Linked DNA regions of Mus musculus: all the other regions are linked to region 1. A link is a contact called in public Hi-C data. All regions are on one chromosome and are shown on one strand. The core of a region is the stretch at or near the end of the contact, and the rest is flanking DNA. Distances in the headings are between cores, read along the strand shown.

Evidence for each region. A called contact is a pair of places that touch in the nucleus more often than the background predicts.
Region 2: a Hi-C map of the N1E-115 cell line shows a contact between it and region 1, with 5 times the contacts expected there. The contact joins two enhancer-like sites. A contact is called at or near these places in 1 of 15 datasets of contacts at CTCF or cohesin (stem cell-derived epiblast-like cells), 10 of 484 Hi-C or Micro-C datasets (the N1E-115 cell line, Sertoli cells, cardiomyocytes and 6 more), 7 of 115 datasets of contacts at active chromatin or transcription factors (SST interneurons, VIP interneurons, embryonic forebrain and 4 more) and 1 of 9 other capture datasets (embryonic stem cells).
Region 3: a contact with region 1 is called in a Hi-C map of the N1E-115 cell line, with 3 times the contacts expected there. The contact joins two enhancer-like sites. A contact is called at or near these places in 17 of 484 Hi-C or Micro-C datasets (the N1E-115 cell line, cerebral cortex, cortical neurons and 6 more), 3 of 115 datasets of contacts at active chromatin or transcription factors (embryonic stem cells and kidney) and 1 of 9 other capture datasets (embryonic stem cells).

What each region holds. Positions count from the first base shown.
Region 1 is chr5:117,667,390-117,672,457 of GRCm38.p6, reverse strand. It overlaps Ksr2 (kinase suppressor of ras 2), which reads right to left. Exons shown (of 20, transcript NM_001312914.1): 6 at 4,091-4,160; 7 at 957-1,040. Among named protein-coding and RNA genes, the nearest start is that of Gm42013, 190 kb to the right of the region's middle. Within about 2 kb of position 2,652, at least 12 of the 459 cell types and tissues checked have an H3K27ac peak or open chromatin away from gene starts, as enhancers often do. A contact at or near this core is called in the N1E-115 cell line, where this site is marked.
Region 2 is chr5:117,833,657-117,838,724 of GRCm38.p6, reverse strand. No RefSeq gene overlaps it. Among named protein-coding and RNA genes, the nearest start is that of Nos1, 31 kb to the left of the region's middle. Within about 2 kb of position 2,099, at least 3 of the 459 cell types and tissues checked have an H3K27ac peak or open chromatin away from gene starts, as enhancers often do. A contact at or near this core is called in the N1E-115 cell line, where this site is marked.
Region 3 is chr5:117,514,137-117,519,204 of GRCm38.p6, reverse strand. All of the region lies in intron 3 of Ksr2 (kinase suppressor of ras 2), which reads right to left. Among named protein-coding and RNA genes, the nearest start is that of Gm42013, 32 kb to the right of the region's middle. Within about 2 kb of position 2,529, at least 7 of the 459 cell types and tissues checked have an H3K27ac peak or open chromatin away from gene starts, as enhancers often do. A contact at or near this core is called in the N1E-115 cell line, where this site is marked.

The DNA of each region.
Region 1 (5,068 bases), core at 1,403-3,902:
ACACAGGAGTCAGTTTTGAGCATCTGTAAGGGACACATAGAGGCCCCAGAGACCCACTACAGGGCCAGGCAGTGGTGATGCACACCTTTAATCCCAGCACTTGGGAGGCAGAGGTAGGCAGATTTCTGAGTTCGAGGCCAGCCTAGTCTACAGAGTGCGTTCCATACAGCCAGGGCTACACAGAGAAACCCTGTCTCAAAAAACCAAAAAAGAAAGAAAGAAAGAAAGAAAGAAAGAAAGAAAGGAAGGAAGGAAGGAAGGAAGGAAGGAAGGAAGGAAGGAAGGAAGGAAGAGAGAAAAAGGAAAAAAAATACTACAGAGCAACTAGAAGAAAAGTTTGCTGATGACTGGTCAGTAACACTGTGTTAGTTACTTCTGCTGTGACAGAAGTCCTGGGACAACTATAGCTCGGGGACATAGTCCACCACGTGGGAAAGCCTGGTCATGGGAGCATGAGGTTCTGCCATAGCAGCGGTGAGGACACAGAGAGTTCAGGGTGGGAAAGGAGCCAGCCTAGGACAATTCACATCTATTCCTATAGCCCAGTGTCTGCAGCTAGACCCCAGGTTCAAAAGGATCATCCAATTCCCAAAACACAAGCTGGAGAACCAAGCATCCAATCACATGAGACTGCGGGGGGGAAATACTTCCTAGTCAAAACCATAATGAAGGCCCTGCATGTGCGAATGAGAGCCCCTACCGGCCCCACCCACGGTGCCAGCACCCCTCCCCCACCTCCTCTCAGCTCCGGCTTTCCTCAGAGCTGTTCTTGATACTCTCCTCAAGCACACAGCTCTGCCTGGGACCTTTCTAAAATACAAAGCCAAAAAAAAAAAAAAAAAAAATCATCTCTCCCAGAGTCAAGAGCTCACACTTGCTGGACCATGCCCATGCCCATCCCCCACACTGGCTGGCATCTGGCATTGTAAAAAGTCCCTTAAAGAAAAAGCACTCACTTGCAGTTTTTACACTTGAGGCCAAAAAGCATCCCTTTCCCGCAGACCGTGCACGTCTGAGACATCCAGTACTTGGTGGAAAACCTGTGGGAAAGAAACAGGAAATGTCCAAGGTGAGTCACTGTCCACACAGTCAGCAGGATGCACCCCGAGGATGGGAAGCTGATATGCTCTGGATGCCAGCCTTGTTTGTTCCAAGACATGTGGCAACTAAGTTTCATCAAGTTGCTTAAACCAAGAAGCCTCAGTCTACTTGCCTGCAAAGTGGGGTAATCATGACGGTGTGTTCAAAGTGTCACAGCATCTGAGACATAAGTAATGCTCAAAGAACTGAACTGTGACTGTGAGTACCTTGAGTGTTCATTACGGTCAGGGATTCATTCAACAAACATACTTTGGTTGGTCTACTCGCGACACGTTCAGTTCTATAAGAGAGCCATGGGCCCTCTAAATTGAGTAGAAGCAGAGTGTTTCCCACTCCCAATCCCACCCAGACAAGCAAAAGCCTTGCCTGACCATCCTGCCCATCTTCCCTCAGTCAATGCCACCTGCTGCAAACAGTATGGAAATCCCCATACATCACCAATTCAGTTTGGAAGTCACTTGATTAACTCACAGGTCACCCCCTCAGGCACTGTGGTGTGCTTCCTGCCTTGAGATAGGAGACAGAGGTGGGGGCTGGAGCCGGCAAAAGCACTGAAGGTTCCCAGGTCACAGTTAATTTTAATTTTCAATTTGCGCCACCGCCAGCAGTAGTTGTGGCTAATCTCCACAGCCTCCTCCGGAGTGTCAAAGGGGAAACTTGGACGCAGTTACATAACTCAGACACAGGGAACTTTGGTGGGGGGGCTGCCTCCCTCGGCTGGCCCCTCTCGTGGGATCTGGGTCAGACCTCCAAACACAGTGAGCCATCATCAGCCTGGAGCTGCCACAGCTAAGCAAACAGTAATATTCACAGCGGAGATGCTGGCTGGCCTGTGTTCCCTCTCTAGCTTTGGACTTGGGTTTGGCTAAGCCCCTTTGGGTCTTAGCAGGGCTTAGTGGGTCTATTCTGCACACTGGGGTTGCTCAGGGGAGGTAATGGCAAAACCCACACACTGGCTAAGCGGCACAGGAAGAGGGGAAGGTGTGAGGGGCGTGCAGGCTGTTTTCTTTCCTCTCCAGCCTTGTCTGTCCCCTGGGTGAGTGTTCTCTGCTGTCTGGCTCCTGCTGTGATAATTCTAGTGACAGAGAGTGAGATCTATTGCCTCTAGTGATGTATTTTTATGAGACGGGTTATATTACGAAGCCCAGGCTATCCTTGAACGCTTGACCTTGAGCCTCGCCCTCCTGTGTGCCGGGACTGCTAGCATGTACCATTACACCCCACGACACAGGGAATGGGTTGTTAACATCATTTCTTTACCAGGCAGGGAGACTCTCCTTCCTGGCATCTAGCCAAGGGCTGGGAATGCAGGGTGAGGCTGAAGAGCTGATGGCCAACAGGAGGCCCTCACTGCACCAGGGAGCCATCTCTGGGGCCTGATTCCCCTATATACCAGGGTCTGAAGCTGGACAGTGCCAGGTTCCAGTGTAATGGTGAGAAAGTCCAGGGGTGGGCGCCAACCAGGTGAGGCTGAGGTAAGAGTATCTCCAGGCAGGGGTGTGACTGAGCAGCAAGGATAACCAATCTGGAGGGGTGGCTGAGCCAGAGATGTGGTTAACAGAGAGGTGGAAATGAACCACAGCCGTAGGCAACCCAGGAGTGAGTGGAATGAGGGATCGTGGCCAGCCCAAGGTGGAGCTGAGCCAGAAAACATTTTACAAGGCCCTTGTCTTGCCTTCCCTCCCCTCCACAGCTCAGCCCCCTAACCATTGCTCCACCTGGTCACTGACATGTCCATCACTATTTCTCAGGGTTACACCTACACCAAGGTCTCCCTTGGTTTGAGTGCTGACATTTTTCTTTAAGAGCTGTTGATGAGTCGCCGCAACGGAGTGCTCTGTCCAGCCTGGCCCCAGGCTGAGACTGTGTGTCTGTGTTGGCATCTGGTGTTTCTCCCCTCAGGCCTCTGACAGACCTCTGGGGACTGTCATGGCTTGTTGGCAGACCCTCTGCTGACTGGCCAGCTCCCCAGGGGCACAGACCTAAGTCCCATGGCGTTGACAATAACACTCTGTGCTGCAACAATGACACAAGCCTTCTGCATGTTGGAAGAAAGGCTCCCTGAAGGAGCAAACAGGAGCCCAGCTGGCTGCCTGGGGAGGTATCTCAGATCTCATAGGCTGAGCATAATTAATTAGCTTTCCATCCCTTCCCTTATCCAAGGAGGCCTCAGTTTCCTCTCAGCAGTGAGCTTCGCCGCCATCGTGCCATCCCGCCATCCCGGCCTGACTTCCCCTCTTCTCCCCCGAGTCTGTGAGGAGACTGGAACAATGTGTAGAAAGCTCAATCTGGGAGAGTCACGAAGTTGTTGGAAAACAAATTCTAGGCTGTGGGGGATGAGGGAAGGCCTCCCACGTGCCTATTGGCCTGCTGCTTTGGGCTAACCTCTAGCAATGCGTTTAGCTGGCCACCTTGAGTTTCCTTGAATAGGGAGCTCCGCTGTGGAGCCTGAAGTACTTATTAGTATCAGCAAGGTGTGTGCGCGGTGCACATCATCATCTTATTCATAAGCAGGATGCACGAACTCACGGGACTTGGCTTAATTCTTACAAGAAAGCAAAGTTTCTTCTCTAACTGTGGTTTGATGTCACTCTCTCTGTAGCCTGCTTGTCTTGTTTAATGTTATAGTTTAATGTTATTTCTTTGAAGATCTTGACTGTAATATCCCGGGGTCTTGCTTTATTTCTCTCATTGTCTGGTATGTGTCTTTTAATAATAAAAACATCACTTGGACAAAAAGTGGAGCCCAGAGAGGTTAAGTAATCTCCCAAGGCTACAAAGTGTTACCGGGAGGGATTAGAACTCAGCTCAGCCTGACTATAAAGCCTCTCTGCTGCCTGCTGTCGGTTTGACCAAGGCAAGGCTGTGATGCAGGCAGCCTTGTCGGTCCAGCAAAAGACAGGACATGGCAGCGTGGAAGCTGGGGATGGACATGTTACAGGTCCCCATAGGATTCAGCCCCCTTCACCACCATCAGCCTCCTACCTACCTGTGCTTGATGGAATTGCCAAGGTCTCTGCGTGGGATCTGTGGTGACCAGCGAGGTACAGAGAGTGTGTCTGTGGGGACAAGAACAGACAGGAAGGTCAAAGGCTCAGCCGTCTCTGCCTGGGCCCTGGGAATAAAAAGGAACCCCAGCCCCACTGGCCTCAGAAAGGTTCCCCGGATGCCTCAGCCTGCCGAGCCATGGAAGTACCCAGTTTAGGTCATGGGCTCTTGAGTCCCAGGAGACTCCCCAGGCAGGGCAGGCAGCAGATGCCTTCAAATATGTCTACCAGCAGAAGTAGGGCATGCAGAAGCGTACCAGTCAGTCTATCGCTCAGGCTGAGGCAGGAGGACCTTGAGTTCAAGGTCATTCTGCACTTCATTGTAATAAAAGCAGAGAAGAAAGGAAGATGGAAGCTGTATGTGTGAGACCCTGGAATGACTCAGTGATGGATGAAGGCTTTGCCAACAAACCCGAACACCTGAGCTTGATGGCCGGGTCCCACCCGGTGGAAGGAGAGAACTGACTCTTGCAAGTTGGCCTCCACACGTGTGCTCACATACACACACACACTGATTGATTAATTAATTAAATGTTATTAATTAATGATTAATTTGTAATTAATCATTAATTAAATGTTATTCCTTTAAGGGTCTTGATTATAATATAATGGACAAGTTCTAGGTCTTCTGAAATGCTGAGCCCCCCCCCCCCCCCCCCCCCCCCCGCTCCAGCCTCCTGGAAGTCCTTGGCAGGCAGCACACATAAAACAGCCCTAGACAGACAGGGAGAGAGGCAAGTGGCCAACCCCACGCCAGCACCCACTTCTCAGCCAGATGGATGGAGCCTTCTGGGGGCCTCAGGGCTGCAGATGCAGTCCTCATTTCTCACAGCCATTGTTACAGAGTGTTGCTCTCAGAACACACTGCGGCGGAGCATTTAACCCCAGCCTACTCTCTATTCTATCTAGTGATGGTCCCA
Region 2 (5,068 bases), core at 850-3,349, 170 kb before region 1:
GCAGCTGTGTCCAGGGCGCCTCCAGCTCAGAATTCGGTGGCCAAGGTCCCAAGGCAGGCACAGACCTAGGGGCTCCACCTCCGCCGTGAATTCTCAGACCTTTCTTCTGCATCATGTAGCCTCTGTTCCCTCATTCACACAATGGGGCTTACTTATTCCTCTTACACTGTAACTTGAGGGACTAGATGAGGTGATGGGGTGGGGGAGGGAGGTATCAGCATATCCTGTGTCCACTAATAACTTCACCTGATTGGGCAGGCTGGACCGAGATGTCGGGTCTCTGCATAAACACTCCCTTCCTGGAGAAGCCCCCACTCAGGGTTCCCATCATGGTTTGAACCCACAGTACATCTGAGAGCATTTACAGATTCAGAGTTAGCCTGGGAAGAAAGCGACGACGAGGGTGGACGGTCACTGTCACCACTCCAAGCCACTGTTTTCAAAGATTGTCCCTGGACAAGTAGATCACTGTCCCCTGAGAACCTCCTGGTGATTCTCGCTCCAGACCCACTGGAGCAAATGTTCAGGGCTGTGTTTGAGACACGTACTTTGTGGAGTTTGTGAGAATCTCAGTGCCAACCGAAAACCAAACACTTGTGTGAATAAGTGAATGAAGAGCCAAGAAGTTGGAGTTCATTTACTCAACAGCAACCCCTTATTAGGCACCAACTGTATACACAGCTCCGTGCAATGAGCCTTTAAGCCTCTTTTATAGCTACGCTCCCATTCTCTCGGACCTCCGTTCTGAGGAATGCCCCCGGAGTTGCAGGACTCAGGTCTGTCCCTCTGTTGCCATGGCAACCAGATCCCCTCTGTCCCCGAAGCAGCTCCACCTGTCTCTCCCCGGGTGAGAACTAGTGGTTTCAGAATGAAGTTAGCTTAGCCCTGGGTGAACTCAGCCCTGGGGTGTTTGCTCGGGAGTCATCATTGCAATGTGTTTGTTATGAGACCCAATGCCCGTCAGTCTCCTTTGCAGTTAGAGAAATGAGAGGCTTTGCAAATGAGAGGCTTTGCTGTCTGGCATCAGACACAGGGAGGCTAAGACCAGAAAGTTCCAGAGCCATCTAGGGGCAGCAGCCTGTGGGTGGCTGCTTAGTTCTTTCCCTCCAGCTCAGGGATCATAAGAGGGAAAGCATTTCATCTGAGCAGCCTTGGGGCCAAAAGGCTGGCAGGCCAGATATGACCTAGTATTGGGAACACGGGTATCTGAGAGGCTAGTATCCCTAAGGGAAGCAGGGGGTGCCACAGTTCCTGAAGATGTTAGCCTAGACACCAGAAACAATTTGTGAGAGTCTGGCAGAGCTGAGGGAGGAACCGTTTAAAGTTTATCGGAGCAATCTGGCCATAAGAAGTAACATGATCTGTCATGGGCTCTGCGAGCCTGGGCAAGCAGCCTGGAGTCTCTGGGCCGCAAAAGATAAATTAATGTGAAGATGGATCTTTGACATGAGTTATATGTAAAATCTAGCACAAAAAGGTTCCAAACTGCCCAGAGCCTCTTTACAGGACCTTTCAGCACTGGTAGTTTGTCTCCAGGGACTCTGACGGTTTTTGGCTTTCCCAAGCTAGCTCAGCAGATGTAGTTCCAGGAGTGACCGAGAGATGGCGCTAAGCCTTCACGGTAGCCAACTTGACCCATCAGGAAGGCACTTAGGCTTCTTGGAGTCAATTTTGGGGGGCCTCTGGCCTGGGTCCTGGCCAAGCTGGGCTGATTTGGGTGACATTCAACTGTTGGGCCTGTTAAAATCTTATAGTCCAAGCCTGTGCTTTTTCAGACCCCCTTTAGTGTGGAGTTGGGAGTTTATAATTTGAAGGGTGCAGCCAGGGATTAAAAGTCTTCTAGAGAACGCACTAGGGAATAGTGGGGTCTGCAGGTAACATTTTAATATTTCCACTAAATTAAAGCATCGGGGTCACACCTATTAGAGAGCTCTGACCACAGATGTGGGTTTTAATTCCTGTAGGTGCTGCTGTATACTGTCGTGGGAAGTCTCTATCAGTGTCACAAACCAGCAGGTGCCTAAGGATTCCCCAAAGTTCAGGAATGAGCCCCCTCCCCAAAATGGATATCTGGAGTGGCTGTGTCTTCAGCAAGCTGTTGAGGAGACTAAGGCAGACTATCTCCTGTTTCCAAGTTGGCTGTCTCATGACTGTGAGGTCACCCCAGTAACTTGAATCAATTGGATGTCAGAGCTCAGGGCTTTCTGACCAGGAGAGAATAAGGTGGCTTCTCTCAGGAAAGCTTTGAAAGTGAGGGTAAGGCTGACCAGGTCCCGTTGTGGGAGTGAGGACCTCAGAAACCGCAGAGCCTTACTCTGGTCCCTCGCCTCGGCCTGCAGACATCTGGATTCCAATGACACAGCTTCTCGGGAACCATGACACCCCTCCCTTATCCGAGCAGAGATTTCCCATGGCCACACCCCTCTTGCCACACCACAGATATTCACAGAGAAGATCATACTGTTGGCTACTACTGAGCAGTCCCTGGGGGGGGGGGGGTGTCACTGGAGAAATGGAGGACATAGGAGCAGGTAGAATTTTCAGCATCTTGTTCTAGAATCTAGCCCAGAAAGCCAGGGTTGAGGGCTGGGATCCTTTAACTCTCCTTTCACCTGCTGTGTGACCCTGGGCAAGAGTGCTCCCCTCTCTGGGCTGCTAGGAAATGAAGGAGGTTGGACTAGAACGTAGATTCTGTCTGCACTCTAGGTTTGCTCTGGGCTCTGCAGCCCCCTTGGCAGTGCGGAGAGCAAAGGCTGGGTGAGGCTGTCATAGTCTTCAGGTGCCCCCTCAGTTCAGAGGCTCTGGCTTTTGTGTTTGGCTTTCTTGCTTGTACATCAGGGGTGTGCTGTTCCACGCAGTGCCAGGAAGCTGTGTCATTCATTCAGGTACCTGTGCCTCCCTCTTTCTGTTGTGTGTGTGTGTGTGTGTGTGTGTGTGTGTGTGTGTGTGTGTGTGTAGGCCTTTGCCAGGAGGTGGGGTGGTTAGTCCCCGAGGCAGGATTCTGTCCACAGCAGTCATCAGAGTGCTGACTCTCTGCAGTCTCTGATGTCTGCACCCCCACAACGGGACCTGGTCAGCCTTACCCACACTTTCAAAGCTTTAATGAGAGAAGCCACTCTGTTCTTCCCAGTCAGATTGCCCTGATCTCTGACATCCAATTGATTCAAGCAGACATTCTCTAATTGTGTGGACAGGCACTTAGTCTCTAATGGTGTGGATGAGCAGGGTGTGTGTGCGCGCGCGTGCAGGGAATGTGCTATTTAGAAGCTCAGGATCAGTTCTGGGCTCTGTTGGCTCCTAGCTGTGTGCTCTTAGGCTGGTTATCGGCCTCTTTTGAAGGTAGCAGCCTTGCTGGACTCTATTTTGGTGTTTTTCAGTGTCTAGCAGTTGGATAACATGTCCCAGGCATTCAGTAACTTAGCCCAGATGCTTGGGCAGATGCGGCAGTTCCTCCACACTACCGATTTTAGAAGCTGAGCCCTTGGGCCACCAGCAGCACCAGTATCTGGGCTGTGTGGCACTTGAACATTTCCTGTCCTTGTCCCAGTCAGTGACACTACAGGAGAGGTTGAATGGCTGAACATGAATTAGCTTGTTGTTGTTGTTGTTGTTGTTGTTGTTGTTGTTGTTGTTGTTCTTCTTCTTCTTCTTCTTCTTCTTCTTCTTCTTCTTCTTCTTCTTCTTCTTCCTCTTCCTCCTTCTCTTCTTCCCCTCCTCCTCCTTTTCCTCCTCCTCCTCTGCCCCTTCTCCTCTCCCTCTCCTCTCCCTCTCCTCTCCCTCTCCCTCTCTCTGAGACAGGATCTCACAGAAGCCAACAGTTAAAGTAGGAAAGAGGATTTATAGAATTTGGAAGCATACAAAAGACTGGATGGTTAAAGTTCTTTGCAGAAAGAACACCCCCTCCCAGAGGGATTGTGCAATATTTAGCTTCAAATTGCACCACAGAGCCATAGTGACAGTCCCAGCATGCTGCTGGCACCAAACCAAATATGGCCAGTTGAACAGGACAGAGGGACCTGAGATAAAACATTCTTACCAAAACTCTTAAAGCACTTGAGAAAAAGACAGATGCTTCAACAAATGGTTCTGGAGGAACTAGATATCCACAGGAGGACTCATACCAGGGTTTCCACCTCTCTCTGAAAAACTGAGCTTGCAATAGGTCTAATACCTTAATGTAGGCTGCCATATTTTAAGATACAGACACAGCCAGGCATGGTGGCTCATGCCTTTAATCCCAGCACTCAGGAAGCAGAGGCAGGCGGATTTCTGAGTTCGAGGCCAGCCTGGTCTACAAAGTGAGCTCCAGGACAGCCAGGGCTATACAGAGAAACCTCTCAAAAAACAAAACAAAACAAACAAACAAATAAAAGATACAGACACAGACAATGACTTTCTGGAGAGGACCCCAGCAGATCTGGAAATAATAGCAGGAAATGTCAAATGGGAGTCACAAAAGTAGAAGCTGATGGATTAGCAAAGAGAGCAATGAAGTGAATGCAGAAAGGGAGAAAGCCTTTGTCAGCTCTTGGTCTGAAAAGGGGATAGTATCCAGAATATATAAAGAGTTCTAACAAGTAAGCAACAACAACAACAAAAACCCATCAGATCATTAGTGGGCAAATGAACTAAAAATTATCTTAGTTTGCTTTCCTGTTGCTGTGATAAATACCATAACCAAAAGCAACTTGGGAGGAGAGGGTTTACTTCAGCTTATACTTCTACAGCACTGTTCAGCACGGAAGGAAGTCAGGACAGGAACTCAAACAGGGCAGGAATCGATGCAGAGACCATGCAGGGGTGCTGCTTACTGGCTTGCTCTCCATGGCTTGCTCAGCCTGCTTTCTTACACACTCCAGGACCATCTGTCTGGGAGTGACACCACCCACAGTGGGTTGGGGCTTCTACAGCAATCATTTATCAAGAAAATGCCCCACAGACTTGCCGTCAGCCAATCTAATGGAGGCAACTCCTCAATTGAGCTTCCTTCTCCCCAGGAGACTCCAGTTTGTGTGAAGTTGACAAAAAACCAACGAGGATAGAATTGAATAGACATGAAGAAGAAGAA
Region 3 (5,068 bases), core at 1,280-3,779, 150 kb after region 1:
TGTATGTATGTATGTATGTATGTATGTGTGTGCTGGTGTATACACACACATGCACATTTCTGAGTGTTGGTGTATGTCTGTGCATGGCTAAGTGTGTATCTATGTATTACTGTGTGTGCATACATGTGTGTACACCTGTGCACACATGTATGTACATCAAAATTCCCAGCTCTCCTCTGCTTCCTGGACTACGCCCCACACACACACACACACATACACACACACACACACACACACACACACACACACACACACACGGAAAGCCAGACTCCAGCCCTCACCAGCCTTCACACCAACTCAATTACAGCTTCCTATGCCTTCGACAGAGCCTCGGCTCCCACGGGCTCTCCTGACTTTCATCTGGCTTCAGAGTACTTCAGCTGCCATCTCCCTGGTCGCCCGCATCATCCCACAGCTGTGGGAACCCCACAGCTCTTCAGAGAAGTCGGTTCATGGTCCCAACCACAGCAATCTTCCCCTAATAAGTGCTGCTGATGCTGCAATGTGTCTCTTTGTCTGTTTGCTCACTCGTTCATTTCCTGGTACTGAGGATGGAACCCAGGACTCCCAAGCCTGCTGGGCCTGCAGTTCATCCCTGGGCGCTCGGAGATGCTTTTGATTGACAGGTCTGAGGTGGAGAGGCACAGGCCCTGCTGACACCACACGGGTGGAAGTCAAAAATGTGCACAACCTAGCACCCTCACAGTAACCCAGGCCCTCTGAGGTCAACAGCAATTAGAGACACTGTGACTGAGATAGCTCCACGGCTACCCAGAAACTCCAGGAACGCGTCCCGTCCCACATCGCCCAGTCGGCGACCCTGATCCTGAGTCTGGATACCCCACCTGTCCCCAGAACAATTTGTATTAAGGAAGGACCCTCTTACGAGTTGACAGTCCCCAGCCTGCGAGTCCTCTAGGCTGGAAACACATTCCCTCTGGGGACATAAATCCAGTCTCTGTGACAGACCATGGGCGACTTCACAGCTATGTTACAGAAAGGTCGGCTATGGCTCCAGCACTTTTCTTCTGCTCTAATTCGCTAGCGGGGCTCAAGGGTTTCTCCCTCCATCCACAGGAAAATGGCTTCTGTAAGCTCAAGGGTTTCTGCTCTCTACTGAGTTCACAGGATGGCTCAGCCCTGGATGAAACAGTCTTCTGGAAACCCACTATAGGCAGGTGGTGCAGTCACAGCTCGGGGGTGACTGAGGCACAGGGGAGGAATTCCTTTCTTCAGGTCTGTGATTTACAGCTCAAAGGCCCAAGAGCCTACAGGGGACTATACTCACTGCCAAGACAGTGCCCCCTCTGTGTGCCCTAGAAGTGGTTGGGCCAGCAGGAAAGGCTAGGACTAGACATCCCAGGCAGTGGTCCCTTTTTTTTAAATAGGACATCGGAAAGAGCTGGAAAGAGCCGAAAAGACCCAGAAAGACCCGAGGGTGGGATCCAGCTGTAGACACACCCTCCCAGAGCCAGTCAGTAAAACTACAAGGAATCGAAGAAACAAACCTCCCACACACACACCCTCCAGACACCCAACAGAGCCACAGGCTGGCCAGGGCAGGTGAAAGAAGGTGCCAGGCCCCTGCCTCTGTCAAACTGGGCCTGTGGCGCCTGCGCATACATCTGTGCCCATGCATATGTCTGTGCCCTTTTTGCTTATTTTGGTTTTTGTTTTCGTCTGTTTGCTGGACCCCATGTTAAAGGCTAAGATGCAGGTCAGCACTTAAACTCAAGGTTTTTCCCTTCTCTCCCTAATATCTCTACTGACTGGCTTTGGGAAGGCATCTCCACAGCCGGAGCTAGCCCCAGATCCCACCCTCGGGTCTTTTCAGCTCTATCTGGCTCTTTCCAATGTCCTATTAAAAAAAAAAACAAAAAAAAAAAAAAAAAAAAAACAAGGAGCTCTGGCCTGATTCAACTCCACCATTATCTGCTGGTACCTGGAAGAGAGTACTTCCTTTTCAGAGCTTAATTGGCAGGGTAACCGTCACCTGGGCCTGGGTGACAGGATGCTAGGAGGGGGTGAGTGACAGCAAGGTCCCTTCTGATCAGACCAGAACGGACAGAAGCTGTGAACCTGCTCAGACGTCCGCATACCAGGACCAGCCGGTAAGAGACCAAATTGCAGAACGCACTCCTGGGTGTCAGTACACCAGGAAGCTCAGTCTGTGAATTACATCCACAATCGTTTCCTGCTGTGTCTGGATCCAACCTTCCCCAAACCCCAGGCCTCAGTTCCCCTCCCCCCGCCCCCCACCAACCCCCGGCCTCGATTTCCAAAGATTTAACTCTGGTTCCAGTTTGCACAAGCTGATGATGCATCTCTTCCAGGGAATCTGCAGTCGGGCCAAAGGAAGATTGTTAGACAGCGCCTCCTGGTGGCCATATATGGTACTGCATCATCACAAGCGCACCTTGGTCGTTTGACCCTGCTAGAATCAAATATACAAAGCAAACATACAAGCCTGCCCCTCAGTTCTGTGGCTCACCGCACTGATGTAGGCACACCAACACCTGACAGTCTATCAGCTACTTCACAGGGCCACCTGGAATCCAGTTACAAAGCAAAGCAAGTCCCATCCCTATCCCCACCCCCACCCCATCTCTTCTCCACAAAGTAACTGACAGAGCAGAAGAAAACAAATGCTCAAAAAAAGGAAAAAGTTTCGGGTGATGCCGCTACACTGAGCGCTGATCCCAAGGGCAGGGCTGGTGTGGGCCAACCCAGCCCAACAGCTTCTCTCTGGGGGTGGGAGGAAAGGGTAGTTTCAGGCTTCCTGTGGGGATGTGAGGTGGCCCCGTAGTTCAAAATCCCTTTGGGCGCAACCTACATTTGCCCAAGGGGAACAAGGAGCTGCCCAGTGGGAATGGCATTCAGCAAGTTCTGTCCATATGACATCCACATCCCGGGCACCTCGACTCGCTAGAGAAATCTGTTTTGATGGTCACAGACCACTACTTCGTGGGAGCACCTACTTGGGGTGTGTGCTGGCTGGTTTTATGCCAACTTTAATACAAGCTAGATTCGTCTAAGAAGGAACTTCAATTGAGGAAACTCCTCCATAAGATTGGCTGGAGGCGAGCCAGTAGGGCATTTTCTTAATCAATGATCAGCGGTGAAGGGCCCCGCCCACTGTGGGTGGGGCAAGCCCATTGTGGGTGGAGCCATCCAAGGGCTGGTGGTTCCGGGTTCCATAAGAAAGCCGGCTGAGCAAGCCATGGGGAGCAAGCCAGTAAGCAGCACCCTTCCATGGCCTCTGTATTAGCTCTTGCCCCTAGGTTCCTGCCCTACTTGAGTTCCTGCTCTGACTTCCTACACTGATGATCACTGATGTGGAAGTGTAAGCTGAATAAACCCTTTCCTCCCCAAGTTGCTTTTAGTCCTGGTGTTTCAGCCCAGCAATAGTAACTCTAAGTAAGACAGGATGAGATTTACTCGGGTCCTCTATTTGGTATTAGCTGTGTTACCCAGGGCAAGTTATAAAGCTCTCTGGGCATGTTCTTTATTTCTGCCTCCCTCGAGCATTTATCTTTAAGTTCCCTGTGAATGCTGGCTCCGCACGACACACGGCACCACACGCCTAACAGTCTATGCACCGCAGCCCACAGTGTTCTCATCAACACCTCCCTAGGCTCTCCCCCTAAAGGAAGTCCTTCTCCATATCACACCAAACCCCGCCCACTTTAGAGTCGTGTGTGTTTTATTTAACACATTTTTTTCTCACATTCTCCATCTTATTTTAAGGTTAACAAATGTTTCCTCTAAAGCGCCAGATAGTAAATATTTCAGGCTTCTCGAGGTGCGCAGTCTCTGCCATGCCAAACACTTCTGGTGTTAATGATAAAAAACACAGTAGTCAGACCTGTGGGTGCATGCCTGTGGGTGCCCAGCACCTGGAATGCTGAGGCAGGAGGATGAGGAGTCAGAGGATAGCCTGGGGCACTGTCTCAAAACAAAAAAAAGCTAGCCTTAGACAACATACAAACAAGTATATGGCAATGTGCTAATAAAAGTTGATTTTAGTGGTGCATGCCTTTAATCCCAGCACTTGGGAGGCAGAGGCAGGTGGATTTCTGAGTTCCAGGCCAGCCTGGTCTACAGAGTGAGTTCCAGGACAGCCAGAGCTACACAGAGAAACCCTGTCTCAAAAAAACAAAACAAAACAAAACAGAACAGAACAACAAATAGTAGGCTACGGGCCAGCAGAGAGGATGCCCTCACTTGCTTGTCCTTTGTCCCACCACCAACACTCACTCAGAACAGGCTTGTCCTCTCTTCTCTCCCAAGAAAAACATGCAAATACCTCCTGCCTCCCTCTGCCCTCGGGAAGGGGAGGCTCCACTGTGGAATCAAATGAGCTCACGGGCTTCTTAAATCATCCAGTACTTTTGTTCCCACACTAAATAGTTTCTAGTAAAAAAGAAGGCACATTCTGGGGCAAGCACTTTCTCGCTGAGTGACCCACGAGCCACCTCCCTGCTCCTTCGTTCTTATATAAAAAGAGAATTTAAAGCGGGGTGGGGGATCTAGTGACATCACTTTCAAAGTCAGCTTGGAAGAGCACAGCACATACACACTTGCAACATTTTTACTGTTTTTTGTTTGTTTTGCTTCTGCGGGATGGACCTAGAGTCTGAAGTGGAAGATTTATATAGCAAACAGATACAAAATAGCAGCTCTGAGGGGCTGGAGCAGGTGTGATCCAGGAGGGCTGCCTCGGAGTGGTAGCTTCTAAGCTGTCACATCCTTGAGTGTAGAGTTGCCAGCGTGGGGGGAAAGTTGGCTGCAGGGAACACAGGCCAGGGAGGGGTAGGAATAGGGGGCTTACTCCAGGAGTGAGCCATTGAAAGCTGTGCTGTGGGGTAGGGGTGGGCGTACCACAAGAAGTACAGACCATGTTCACACACCAAATAGAAGAGGATTATTTCTCTTCAAACCTCTGTCGAAGCCTCACGACCTCTTGGGTGTTGCCTAGGACAATCAAGATGCGTGGGAGGGACTAGCCAGGTCTTCCTTCAGACTTTTTAAATATTAATAATATGCAAATTAGACCTCTTATCCCTTT